2 separate regions of the Pan troglodytes genome follow, and region 1 is linked to region 2. Evidence: chromatin contacts called from public Hi-C data. All regions are on one chromosome and are shown on one strand. The core of a region is the stretch at or near the end of the contact, and the rest is flanking DNA. Distances in the headings are between cores, read along the strand shown. Region 1 holds the start of NHP2 (NHP2 ribonucleoprotein). Region 2 has its middle 30 kb from the start of N4BP3.

Region 1 (6,726 bases), core at 2,257-4,756, 70 kb before region 2:
AACCCGGGAGGCAGAGGTTGCAGTGAGCCGAGATTGCGCTACTGCACTCCAGCTGGGGCAACAGAGCAAGACTCCATCTCAAAAAAAAAAGAAAAAAGAAAAAAAAAAGTAAGCTCAAATAGCCATTCCAACAAAATCCATAAAGTAATAAAGTCATGCAAAACTACCTCGGTTCAGAACAGATTTCTGAGTCTGGCTTTAGAAATACACAATGTGTTGGCTGGGCGCGGTGGCTCACACCTGTAATCCCAGCACTTTGGGAGGCCCAGGCAGGCAGATCACAAGGTCAGAGATCAAGACCATCCTGAATAACACAGTGAAACCCCATCTCTACTCAAAATACAAAAAATTAGCTGGGTGTGGCCGGGCACAGTGGCTCACACCTGTAATCCCAGCACTTTGGGAGGCCGAGGCGGGTGGATCATGAGGTCATGAGTTCAAGACCAGCGTGGCCAAGATGGTGAAACCCCGTCTCTACTAAAACTACAAAAATTAGCTGGGTGCAGTGGCAGGTGTCTGTAATCCCAGCTACTCGGGAGGCTGAGGCAGGAGAATCGCTTGAACCCGGGTGGTGGAGGTTGTGGTGAGCCAAGATCGTGCCACTGCACTCCAGCCTGGGCGACAGAGTGAGACTCTGTCTCAAACAAACAAACAAACAAAAATTAGCTAGGCATAGTGGCAGGCACCAGTAGTCCCAGCTACTCGGGAGGCTGAGGCAGGAGAATGGCGTGATTCCAGGAGGCAGAGCTTGCAGTGAGCCAAGATGGGGCCACTATACTCCAGCCTGGGTGACAGAGCGAGACTCCGTCTCGAAAAAAAAAAAAGATAAGAAATACACAGTGTGTTAACAACAAAAAAAGAAAACAGGCCAGGTGCGGTGGCTTACATCTGTAATCCCAACACTTTGGGAGGCCAAGGCGAGTGGATCACTTGAGGTCAGGAGTTCGAGGCCAGCCTGGCCAACATGGTAAAACCCTATCTCTCCTAAAAATACAAAAATTAGCTGGGCATGGTGGTGGGTGCCTGTAATCCCAGCTACTTGGGAGGCTGAGGCAGTAGGATCACTTGAACCTGGGAGGCAGATATTGCAGTGAGCTGAGATCATGCCACAGCCTGGGTGACAAAGGGAGACTCTGTCTTAAAAAAAAAAAAAAGGGGGCCAGGCGCGGTGGCTCACGCTTGTAATCCCAGCACTTTGGGAGGCCGAGGCGGGCAGATCACGAGGTCAGGAGATCGAGACCGTCCTGGCTAACACGGTGAAACCCTAGTGAAACCCTGTCTCTACTAAAAATACAAAAAATTAGCCGGACGTGGTGGTGGGTGCCTGTAGTCCCAGCTACTTGGCAGGCTGAGGCAGGAGAATGGCGTGAACCTGGGAGGCGGAGCTTGCAGTGAGCCGAGATGGTGCCACTGCACTCCAGCCTGGGCCAAAGTGCGAGACTCCATCTCAAAAAAAAAAAAAAAAAAGAAAAAGAAAAAGAAAACACTGTGGTTTTCTGAAGACATATTTGTTCTCAGCGCTTCATTGTCTTATGGCTCAAAATGCAGACACGTGTGACCTGGGCCAAGCTGAGGTTCCTACACTTTCACTATTTACATATCCTTTTGAGCTGAAGTCAAATGTCAAATCACAGGTATGGGTAAAGTCTGGGCTTGGAGACAAGTGGACCTGGGTTCAAATCCAGCTTTGTGTGAGCTGTACCAAACTATTCACCTTTATGTGTGTCAGTAAATTGTGAATATAAAGTTATATATTCCTGGTAAAAGGATGGTAAAGTCTTTACCTTTACCATAGAGGTATTTTTTGGTGAGCACTGAATGAGATATTGTATATAATATGCTCGCCACATAAATGTTAACTTTCTTTTTCCTTCCATGTAAGAGCTGAAGGGACTTCACAACCGAGGCTCTGAGTGAGGTCAGTCAAGCGAGCCCATTTGTTTGAATTTGTTTGAACTGGGTTCTCAGGAATGAAATTCTCCATCACTCTGCTGGACAGAGTGATTTTTAGTAGAGACGGGGGTTTCACCGTGTTAGCCAGGATGGTCTCGATCTCCTGACCTCATGATCTGCCCGCCTCGGCCTCCCAAAGTGCTGGGATTACAGGCGTGAGGCACCGCGCCCTGCCTATTTGTTTTTATTTGATGCAAAACAAAATTTATTGCACTTTAGTTCAGAGTTACAAGGTTTTTGTTGTTGTTTTGTTTTAGAGACAAGATTTTTCTGGGTGGCCCAGACTGGAGTGCAGTGGCTATTCACAGGTGCAGTCATGGCTCACTGAAGCCTCTAACTTCTGGGCTCAAGCGAGCCCCCTCTCAGCCTCCCGGGTAGCTGGAACCACAGGCACGAGTCACCACACCCGGGAAAGGCCAATTTTTAAGTTGGTTTAACTGACCTATGCTCCCACCCACAACTACCAGAACACTTCTAAGTTTCTACTTACTGGCCTGTTCCAGCAACACAAAAATGGCAGGCCTGCCACATCAGGATCAAAGGTAATTAGTATTACAAATTAGTAATTTGCAGCGATTATCTAATTAATATCCATCCAGAGTTCCAAAATATAGTGGAAGAGGCTAATCAGAGATACCAAGATCCACTGGTTCTCGGCCTGCCACCGCCCCCCACGCCCTGGCATCTCTGTCCCTTTACCTTCTACAGACCCGTCCAAAGGGCAGCTCCTCATAGCTCTCACCCTGCACGGCAGGGAGCTCAGTCCCCAAAGCCTTCCCTCCGCTGTTCCCGGCTTCGCTGGGGCCGTCCTTCCCTCAGCCCCGGCTGGCTTCTCGGCTAGGCCCTCTGCATGTGTAGCGTCAGGCAATGGTAAGAACTGCGGGAAAATAGCGGGTGAAGGGATGCTGGTTTGGAGAGAGAGGGGACTGCAATTTTAGATAAAATCACCAGGGAAACCTCTCCCATGGGAAACACTGAAACGGAACCCTGCGGGATGAGAGTGAGCCACACGCTATCTGTGGAAAAGCGGTGCCGACGCAGGTCAGTGGGGTCATTCCTTGCTCTGTATCTTTCACACCTGCGCAGCCGGGTCCAGGGGTCAGAAAACAAAGAAAAATTATGCAAGAAAGGAGGCAGCCTTAGGCCGGGCGCGGTGGCTCACGCCTGTAATCCCAGCACTTTGGGAGGCCGAGGCGGGCGGATCGCCTGAGGTCAGGAGTTCAAGACCAGCCTGACTAACATGGAGAAACCCTGTCTCTAGTAAAAATACAAAATTATCTGGGCGTGGTGGCGCATGCCTGCAATCCCAGCTACTCGGGAGGCTGAAGTAGGAGAATCGCTTGAACCCGGGAGGCGGAGGTTGCAGTGAGTCGAGATTGCGCCACTGTACTCCAGCCTGGGCAATAAGAGCGAAACTGCCTCAAAAAAGAAAAAAAAGGAGGCAGCCTTTCCAGCACCCAGAGCCCCGCCCTCTCCGGCCCCGATTCCCAGGGCTCCGCCCCTTGCCTCACATTCCCTCCGCTCCGCCCTAATCGGTTCCGCCCAGTCCCTTGGTCCGGGGATGGCCCCGCCTTAAGGACCATGACTCCGCCCCTCTCCGCTCTCCGTAGTTACGAAGCTGGGCGTCAACGATTGGGCTGAGTCGGAGACTTCCTTTCCTGATTGGCCGTGTTGTACGGCGGCTTCTCGCGCAGCTGATGACCTGGAAGTGATGCCTAAAGCTGTGGACCGCGTGGGCTCGCCTCCCTGGGACTAGGTTTCAGCGGCCGCTGCGATGACCAAAATAAAGGCAGATCCCGACGGGCCCGAGGCTCAGGCGGAGGCGTGTTCCGGGGAGCGCACCTACCAGGAGCTGCTGGTCAACCAGAACCCCATCGCGCAGCCCCTGGCTTCTCGCCGCCTCACGCGGAAGCTCTACAAATGCATCAAGAAAGGTGAGGCGGACGGCGGCGTGGCCGGGATGGGTGCGCGGGTGGGATGGGTGCGCGGGTGGCTGAGCGAGGCCCCCGACCGACTCTTCTGTCGTTGCAGCGGTGAAGCAGAAGCAGATTCGGCGCGGGGTGAAAGAGGTTCAGAAATTTGTCAACAAAGGAGAAAAAGGGTAAGAACCTTCCTTCCTCTGGATTTTGCATTTCTAAACGTTAACGGAGAAATCTCTACTTAGTAGGCGCGCAGTAAAAAGGTTAACTCTGACCTAGCCCCATATACAGAAGCCAATCAAGCAGTCGGTAAAGTCCCTTTGGTACAATACCGGTACAACAATACCGGTGCACCACGTATACCAGCTCCAAGTGAATTCCAAAGTGAAGCGAATTGTGTAAGCTAAGTCCCGTAGAGTAGACCCACCTTCATTAATTCAGGGACCCTCCTCCCCGGGCTCCGCTCCTTGCCTCAGATTACCTCCGGCCCCCGCCCTAATCCTCTCAGCCCTGAATCTCAGTCCTAGGGATGACCCCTCGCCGGCTCTGTATTTAAGGAACTGAACGTTAACGTTTTTGTTTGTTTTTGAGATGGGTCTAGCTCTCACCCAGGTTGGAGTGCGATGGTGCGATCACAGCTCACTGCAGCCTCGTCCCCCTGGACTCAAGCGATCCTCCCACCTCAGCCTCCCGAATAGCTGAGACCACAGGTTTGGCCACGCCTGGCTGTTGTTATTGTTGTTTTGCAGAGACAGAGGAGTCTCGCCATGTTGCCCGGGCTGGTCTTGAACTCCTGGGCTCAAGGAATCCTCCTGCCTCAGCCTCCCGAAGCGTTGGGATTACAGGCATGAGCCACCGCGCCTGGCAGCCTTAACAATTGAATGTACTCTTTTTCAGGCACTGTGTTATGGGGGAAACAGTGACATTCATTCATCAGATAATGACACACACACAACTAATTACAGTTGTGATAGATAGCCATGAAGGAAAATAACAGAGTGCAATGATAATTACTTCATCACCCCACTTTTCTTAATGGCATTTATCAAAGTTTGAACCTTGTTTACATTTTTCTTCCCTTTATCACCCTCTCAGGCCAGATGGTAAGCTCCTTCAGAACAGGGCCTCCTTGCTTTAACCCAAGAAGTGAAACTGTAGGTGCTCAAGAGATCAGTAATGTTGGGCAGACCTGATGCTCAACGGCATCTAACCTAGCTGGGGAGGGCGCATCTGGGGGTTTCCCTCAGCAGTCACATTTGAGCTGAGCTCTTAAGACACAGGGATTAATTTGGGGGGGGCGGGGTGGGAGGATCCTGCCAGAAGAAAGAGTGGGCCTCTGGGCAGGAGAGGGTCTGGTGAGCAGAAGTGCTACCTTCTTAGGGGGCATTGTAGGCCACAGTAAATTTAGTTTTTATACTCAGCACTTTGGAGGCTATTAGGGGTTAAAGCCAGGAAGTGACATAATTTTTATTATTTTTTACACCCTAAGATTTTTCTGACAATTGAAGAAAGGATTAGAGAGGTACGCGTAGGTTTGGGAAAGTTCAGGTAGTAGACTACTGTAGTCCTGGAGAGGTGATGGTGGAGACAGAGTTAAAGGGGACAGATTTGAAAGGACTTTTAGATGTGGAGATTGGGGAGGTATTGACGACTTCTAGGTTCTGACATGCCCAGCTGGAGGGACAGAGGGCCCAATCTGAGATGTGAACAGTGGAGGGGGACCAGATTTGTGTAGAAAGATCACAAGTTTGGTTCCGGGTAAGTTTTTGAGGTGCTGTAGAGACACATGACTTCCACCCCTCCCCACACCAGGAGAACTGTCAAATAGGCAGATGGCTATAGGGGTTTGGAGCATGGAAGAGAGAGGGCCAGGCTGGAGATAGTAGATCTGGGAGTTTTCAGCACATAGATGGCACCTGACCCCATGGCAGTGGCTCCGGTCAGCCAGGAAGAAGGTCCTGAGAGGAGAGGGCAGCCGAGGACAAGGCTGTGAGGAACACTCACAGTTAAAGGCGCTTAACAGAAGGGGAGCCAGCAGAGGGCCCAGAGGAGCACTAGGAGTGCGGAAGCATTCTTTCAGCCGAGGGCTCTGTCCTTGTGTGTCCGCCTGTTATCCAGCATGGGAGAGCAGACTTTTCCTTCTGTGTCTTAGGCTCCTGAGGCCCTTGCCCCCCAGCCTTGACACCTGGCCAGCTAGGAACCCTGGCTGAGGAGTCTCTGGCAAGCTTTCATTGCCTGTCACTCTTGGGACAGAGCCCATGCTTCTTAGCCTGGTACTCAAGGTCTTGGGGGTGTCCCCTGCCAGTCTCTCGGCTGTGTCTGGTGCCGTTCTGATTCTCGCACCACATGCTCTACCCCCGCCCCAGCCCCTCCGTGGGCTGCCTGACACACATCCATCAGCGTGCTGTTCAAGTTTCACCTCCTGGTTGAACCCTTTTTTGACTCTCCAAAGAGAGCTGAGCTCATACACCTTGGCACCCATCCTGTACTTCACCTGTCCGAGCACTACATCACTTTGGTGGCACCTGTATGTTGCCAAGAGGTAGAGATCACCCCCAAAGAGCTCACCAAACATAATTTTGTCTCTATCCCTAAGACCCAGCCCAGGGCAGCACTTAAAACTGAAAGAAGGAAGGAGCAAGCCAGAGATGACAGTGTTTTCTCTCATTTCAGGATCATGGTTTTGGCAGGAGACACACTGCCCATTGAGGTATACTGCCATCTCCCAGTCATGTGTGAGGACCGAAATTTGCCCTATGTCTATATCCCCTCTAAGACGGTAAGGAGCACGTGGCCCCCTGACCTTGCTCAGCACTGGGGTGTCTGGGATAGTCTGCCATAGCAGGAGAGTGTG
Region 2 (6,001 bases), core at 982-3,481:
AAGGCCCTGGCCTGCGTGCTCTCCAGGAGGGGCCGGGCCTGGCATTGAGGTCTGGCCACAGTAAGTCCCTAGGGCAGGGGCTGACAACAGGGTGATGAGGGTGCCCTGGGCTTCGGTGAGGAGGAGGGGTGGGAGAGGGAGACAGCTGGCTGGTCAGGGCACTGCGGGTTGGTTTGGAAGTCCTGTGCTCAATCTGTCCTCCCACCCCAGCCTCCCAAGTAGCTGTGACCACAGGCAACGTGACCACATCCAGCAAATTTTATTTATTTATCTTTTTGAGACAGGGTCTCACTCTGGTTGCCCAGGCAGGTGTGCAGTGGTGTGATCTCTGCTCACTGCAGCCTCAACCTCCCTGGCTTAGGTGATTCTCCCACCTCAGCCTCCCAAGTAGCTGGGACTACAGACAAGTGCCACCACACCCGGCTAATTTTTGTATTTTTAATAGAGATGGGGTTTTGCCATGTTGCCCAGGCTGGTCTCAAGCTCCTGGACTCAAGCAATCCGCCTGCCTTGGCCTCCCAAAGTGTTGGGATGACAGGCATGAGCCACTGTCCCTGGCCAGCACCCAGCAAATTTTATGTAGCACATTTTAAGATGCCAGTAAACCAGAGGTTGCACACTGGTGCCCATAGGTTTGTTTTGTTTTGTTGTTTGTTTTTGAGACGGAGTCTTGCTCTGTCGCCCAGGCTGGAGTGCAGTGACACCATTTCGGCTCACTGCAAGCTCCGCCTCCCGGGTTCATCCATTCTCCTGCCTCAGCCTCCCGAGTAGCTGGGACTACAGGAACCCACCACCATGCCTGGCTAATTTTTTGTATTTTGAGTAGAGACGGGGTTTCACCGTGTTAGCCAGGATGGTCTCGATCTCCTGACCTCGTGATCTGCCCACCTCGGCCTCCCAAAGTGCTGGGATGGTGCCCATAGGTTTTTGTTTGCTTCACAGTGTTGATTCATATAGTGTGTTGTGTTTGAAAAATTAATTGAGACCATCCTGGCTAACATGGTGAAACCCCGTCTCTACTAAAAATACAAAAAATTAGGTGGGCATGGTGGCACGTGCCTGTAGTTCCAGCTACATGGGAGGCTGAGGCAGGAGAATCGCTTGAACCTGGGCGGTAGAGGTTGCAGTGAGCCGAGATCGCACCACTGCACTCCAGCCTGGGTGACAGAGTGAGACTCTGTCTCAAAAAAAAAAAAGAAAAATTAATAACCAACTCAAAAAATCAGAACATTTCAAATCCAAACCCAAATTATACTGATTCCTATTCGAAAACGAGAGGATCTGGGGATGCAGGGCCTCACTTCTGCGTGGCAGCAATTGGCTGAAACACCTCTTGGCCGCAGTCCCCACCACTCCGTATTGCTACGCTCCACCCGTCTCACTCACCGATGCCGCTTGCTTGGCCCCCTTAGGCATTGAGTTTGCAACACCCAATTTAGATGAACTGACACATGATTGGAGAAGGGACTAGACTGTCTAGTGATTTGAAACTATGTCATATGAGGACCAGCTGGAGCAATGGGGAATATTTACCCGCTGGGGGCTTGATCACGGCTTTCTCATTCAAAGGGCTAAGATAGAGAAGAGGTCAGATCGGTTCTATGCCACCCCCGCAAAAAACTAGAACCGGCGGACGTGCGTGCAGGGAGCGAGGAGAGGAGGCAACAGGGAGGCAGATTTAATCTCAAACTGAGGCAGACTTTTGAACATCATAACCGTTTCAAGATGCAACAGGTCATGTCAGGGAGTGGCGAGCTCCCTCGCACAGAGGTGGGGGCCGTGTTTAGGCTGAGCCTGGGCAGCAGCTTCACCACAAATGTTTACAGAAAATCCAAGTGTTACGTGGGCAGCTGAACTGGATGCCCTCTGCGGTTTCTCCCAGCCCTCTAGGGCCGGGCTCTGTGCCCACAAATGGGATGCCAGGGTGAAGGAGAAGGAAGAGCTAAAAATGACTCCTCCACTGCTGGCCTGGAAGCCTGGAAGATGCTGCTGCTGGTGTAAGCGAAGAACTTAGGATGAAATTGATTGGTGGGAATGGCAGGAGAAGACTTTATTTGTGATACAGTGTCAGAAAAGCAAGGAGTTTGGGTCAGACCAGTTAGGTCTTTGAAGCTTTCCACGTGTCTGTGTCTTCCTTCCCAGTGTTGTCAGGAGGATTTACATGAAAACAGCCTGCCCAGTGCTTTTGCTTGACTAGCAGAGGCAGCTGGATAAAGGTGAGTGCCCCACCCCCACTCCAGCCTGAGAGACCCTAGGGTTCTGGAACTGTGAAGTGCCACGCCTGAGTTCTGCTCCTGCCCTGGTGGCCAGAAGTCTGACATCCACTTTCTGTCTGCTGGAGGGAGAAGCATGGTGGATGACCTCTAGGGGCCCTGCCAGCTCTAGGCCACTTCAGTCCTGACAGGAACCTGGGTGTCCAAGCTCTGTGTCCAAGAGGGCCAGGCTGGAGGCCGGAGCAGTGGAGTTGGGAGGCGTGGAGGCAGCTCCTGCAAATGCACGTGTGCCATGGGAAAGGGAGATGCTCGCTGCAAATGCACGTGTGCCATGGGAAAGGGAGATGCTCGGAGCTCACCTTTTGATATGGTTTTGACTTTCGAATCATGAACATTAAATTACATACTCAAAAAGTGCAGTTAAACCAAAAAAAAAAAAAACCAACAACCCTGAAATAGAATACAAATAGAAAAGAAGCTGGGAGCGGTGACTCACACCTGGAGTCTCAGCATTTTGGGAGGCTGAGGCAGGCAGATCACTTGAGGCCGGGAGTTCAAAACCAGCCTGGCAGTCATGGTGAAACCTCATCTCTATTAAAAATACAAAAATTAGCCAGGCATGGTGGCACACATCTGTAATCCTAGCTACTAGGGAGACTGAGGGACAAGAATCGATCCAACCTGGGAGGCGGAGGTTGCAGTGAGCCAAGATTGTGCCACTGCACTCCAGCCTGGGTGACAGAGCAAGACCCTGTCTCAAAAAAAAAATACAAATAGAAAAGAAAATGATGCTAGATATGGTGACTCATGCCTGTAATCTCAGCAAGGCCAAAGCAGGAAGATTGCTTGAGGCCAGCAATTCAAGACCAGACTGGGCAACAAAGCAAGACCCCCATCTCTACCAAAAAATAAAAATAAAAAGTTAGCCAGGCGTAGTGGCATACACATGTAGTCCCAGCTACTCAGGAGGCTGAGGTGGGAGAATTGCCTGAGCCTGGGAGGTCAAGGCTGCAATGAGCTGAAATCGCACCACTGCACTCCAGCCTGGGTGAAAGAGCGAGATCTTGTCTAATCTGGAACTCTCGGGCTCAAGTGATCAACCTCAGCCTCCCAACATGGTGGGATTACAGTCATGAGCCACCACGCCTAGCCTCTTTATTTTGACAAGGGCTCACTCTGTTGCCCAGGCTGGAGTGCAGTGGCACAATCTTGACTCACTGCAGCCTTGACTTCCCGGGCTCAAGTGATCCTTGTACCTCAGCCTTCAGAGTAGCTGGGACTAACCCAGGTGTGCACCACCCTGCCTGGCTAATTTTTAAAAATTTTTGTAGAGACAGGGTCTTGCTTTTTTGTCCAGGCTGGTCTTGAACTCCTGGGCTCAAGTGAACCGCCCATCTTGGCCTCCCAAAGTGCTGGGATTACAGGCATGAGCCGCTGCGCCCAGCATGGGGGTGTATTTCTGAAATGATTGTGTGTGTTTTGCAGGCTACATATATTTTTGTGATTTTGAAGAACAGTGTTATTTGTCTGAGCTCGCTGGGATGGCTCATAGCAAAGCAAGCATTTTAACAAGTAGATACCTGGCAAATGACCCCCCAGCAAGTGAGACTCAGCTGGGCTGGAAACAGCCCCCACCTCTCAGCCCCAGGGCTATTGTGGGTCGCTGAGTGGATAGCACCCCCTGCAGGACAACGCTTGCCAAGTGCCTGTCCCCGGAACATCTTGTCTAGCATGTTCATTACAATTTACAATTTTTCTAACACCAAAAATTGGATCCTCCTCTTCCCCCGTCAGGTTTTATGGGAGGCGATGTCGGCATTCGTAGGGCCTGTGCCTTTTCTGTGACTCAGTGATGGGCCAGTGGAAACGGCCGTTTCCACAGTCGGACAGAACGAGGTTTGTGTCCTGGTGTTGCTCACAGATGTCTCAACCAGGCGGAGTCCGGACTCCACCACGTGGCAATAACGAGAAGGTAGCTCTCGGGGCGGTGGTGGGTTGAGATTAGATACGTGAAGAGGCTGTCCCAATGTGAGCTGGGTTATAAACCCAAGAGAGGGGGCATGGGAGCCGAGGAGGGGACCGCATCAGAGGCCACCAGGCTGAGTAGGGCGGGCTTTTCCCAGGGGCCTGGGCTCATGGCTGTGATAAGCCCCCCGTTGTGGAATGCAGAAGGCCATGGTCTCTCAGTGAGTCGGGCAGGGCCATGGTGCGTGCCCAGGTCTACTTGACTCCAAGTCTTGTGTTCTTTCCCCTGTGGGACCTTCAGGGGTTTTGCAAATAGAGGTCCCACTCTCCAAGGGCTTCCTGTTGCACTGGGCAGAAGGGAGGGTAGAACCTGCCCAGCTGCGTCCTCTACTCTGAGCCTTTCTCTGCCATTTCTTCACCAGATGGCAGCTTCCCGCCTGGGAATGGAGAACTCGAGTGGCCACCCAGGATGACAGGCAGCCTCCCCACCCACTCAACCTCATGGGAGGTCCTGTGGACCCTCCACCTCCATCTCACGGGGCCTGAAGCCCACAGGGGGATCCTTAAGCAGTTGGAGTGGGTCCTGGGGCCAGCCCAGGCCTGGCACGGGGTTCGCATTTCACTTCTGGGCCATGGCAAGCTCTGGTTCAGAGCCTTAGCTCGGCAGCAGCCCCTCTGCACCAAGTCACTTGGCCCCTGCCACAGCATCACAGCCTGGAGCCCAACTGGATGAGCCCAGCTCATGCTTCTGAAGCACGGCTATTCTGACAGCCCTGGTCTTGGTGCTCATCACTTGCTTCTCACTGTGCTTTACAGGCAGAATGGGGACAAGAGCTTTAAGTTCTATCATTGTGATTCTTTTTTTCTGCTGCAGTTCCTTATATGTAGCCTCCGACCAAATACAACTTTTGCCTTGGTGCTATTGCTGGAATGCAAAGCTTCTACTTCAGATGAGCGCTGAGAGCCAACAAGGTTGAAATGGAAAAGGATTTCCTCAATGTCTTTAGCTCCCGGGTCAGGTAGACAAGCTTGGAGGTCGTCAAACTGGGGGTACACAGGTTTCTGGGTGCACAAAGTCTTTCTAGGAGGGAAGAAAAATAGGTTTTGCTACTTTATTGACTAGTGAAACGCAGCATGGTGGGGTGTGGCTCGCTTCTTCAGTGCCGCCTCTGCACAAACCTCTACGGGGGCATACAGATGGGCAGGCTGTGGAGCTCCGACCCCACAGCACCGTCTAGGGGTGAATGTTCACAGCTCCTGAAGCCCCAGTGGGCGTGTGTACCATGTGCTCTTTCAGTTTAGCCGTCCATAGATGGTTTGTATTAGTCACAGCTCAATTAGAGCCCTGCCTTATCAGAAGAACAAAGGGCTTTCTGTGTCCTGTGGTCCTTGCTTTGGTGTAGCGGAAGAATCGGATCACACATGGTCTTGGTGAATGAGTGCAAGGTTTTATTGAGTAGAAGTAGCTCTCAGATGGGGGAGCCAGAAGGGAGATGGTTTTCTCCTGGAGTCGGCCACTCGGTGGCCCGAGATCTCCTCCAACTGCCCCAGCCAAACTCTATGTCATTCTACCAGTCGATGGCCTGCCAGCATGCCTGTCGGTGTGTTCCTCTCCACATCCAGCCTCCTGTGTGTCTTCTGGCTACAGTCTTGTGGGTTTTTCCAGGCACAAGATAGGGGTGTGGCAGGCCAGGGTGGTCTTGGGAAATGCAACATTTGGGCAGGAAAACAAAAATGCCTGTCCTTACCTAGGTCCGTGGGCACAGGCTGGGGGTGGAACCCTAGCCAGGGACCATGCCCTCCTCTACCCAGCACTTCCTTTC

What was found. Hi-C and Micro-C count contacts between places; a contact is called where the count stands out from the background.
Region 1: a contact with region 2 is called in a Hi-C map of induced pluripotent stem cells, with 2.7 times the contacts expected there. The contact joins the promoter of NHP2 here to the enhancer-like site in region 2. A contact is called at or near these places in 5 of 7 Hi-C or Micro-C datasets (blood, induced pluripotent stem cells, a lymphoblastoid cell line and 1 more), 1 of 1 datasets of contacts at active chromatin or transcription factors (stem cell-derived excitatory neurons) and 1 of 1 other capture datasets (stem cell-derived neural stem cells).

Annotation. Positions count from the first base shown.
Region 1 is chr4:175,618,855-175,625,580 of NHGRI_mPanTro3-v2.0_pri, reverse strand. NHP2 (NHP2 ribonucleoprotein) reads left to right here and starts at 3,506. Exons shown (of 4, transcript XM_009450278.5): 1 at 3,506-3,887; 2 at 3,985-4,054; 3 at 6,546-6,651. The coding sequence starts at 3,728.
Region 2 is chr4:175,548,086-175,554,086 of NHGRI_mPanTro3-v2.0_pri, reverse strand. No RefSeq gene overlaps it. Among named protein-coding and RNA genes, the nearest start is that of N4BP3, 30 kb to the left of the region's middle. Within about 2 kb of position 2,231, at least 1 of the 24 cell types and tissues checked has an H3K27ac peak or open chromatin away from gene starts, as enhancers often do. A contact at or near this core is called in induced pluripotent stem cells, where this site is marked.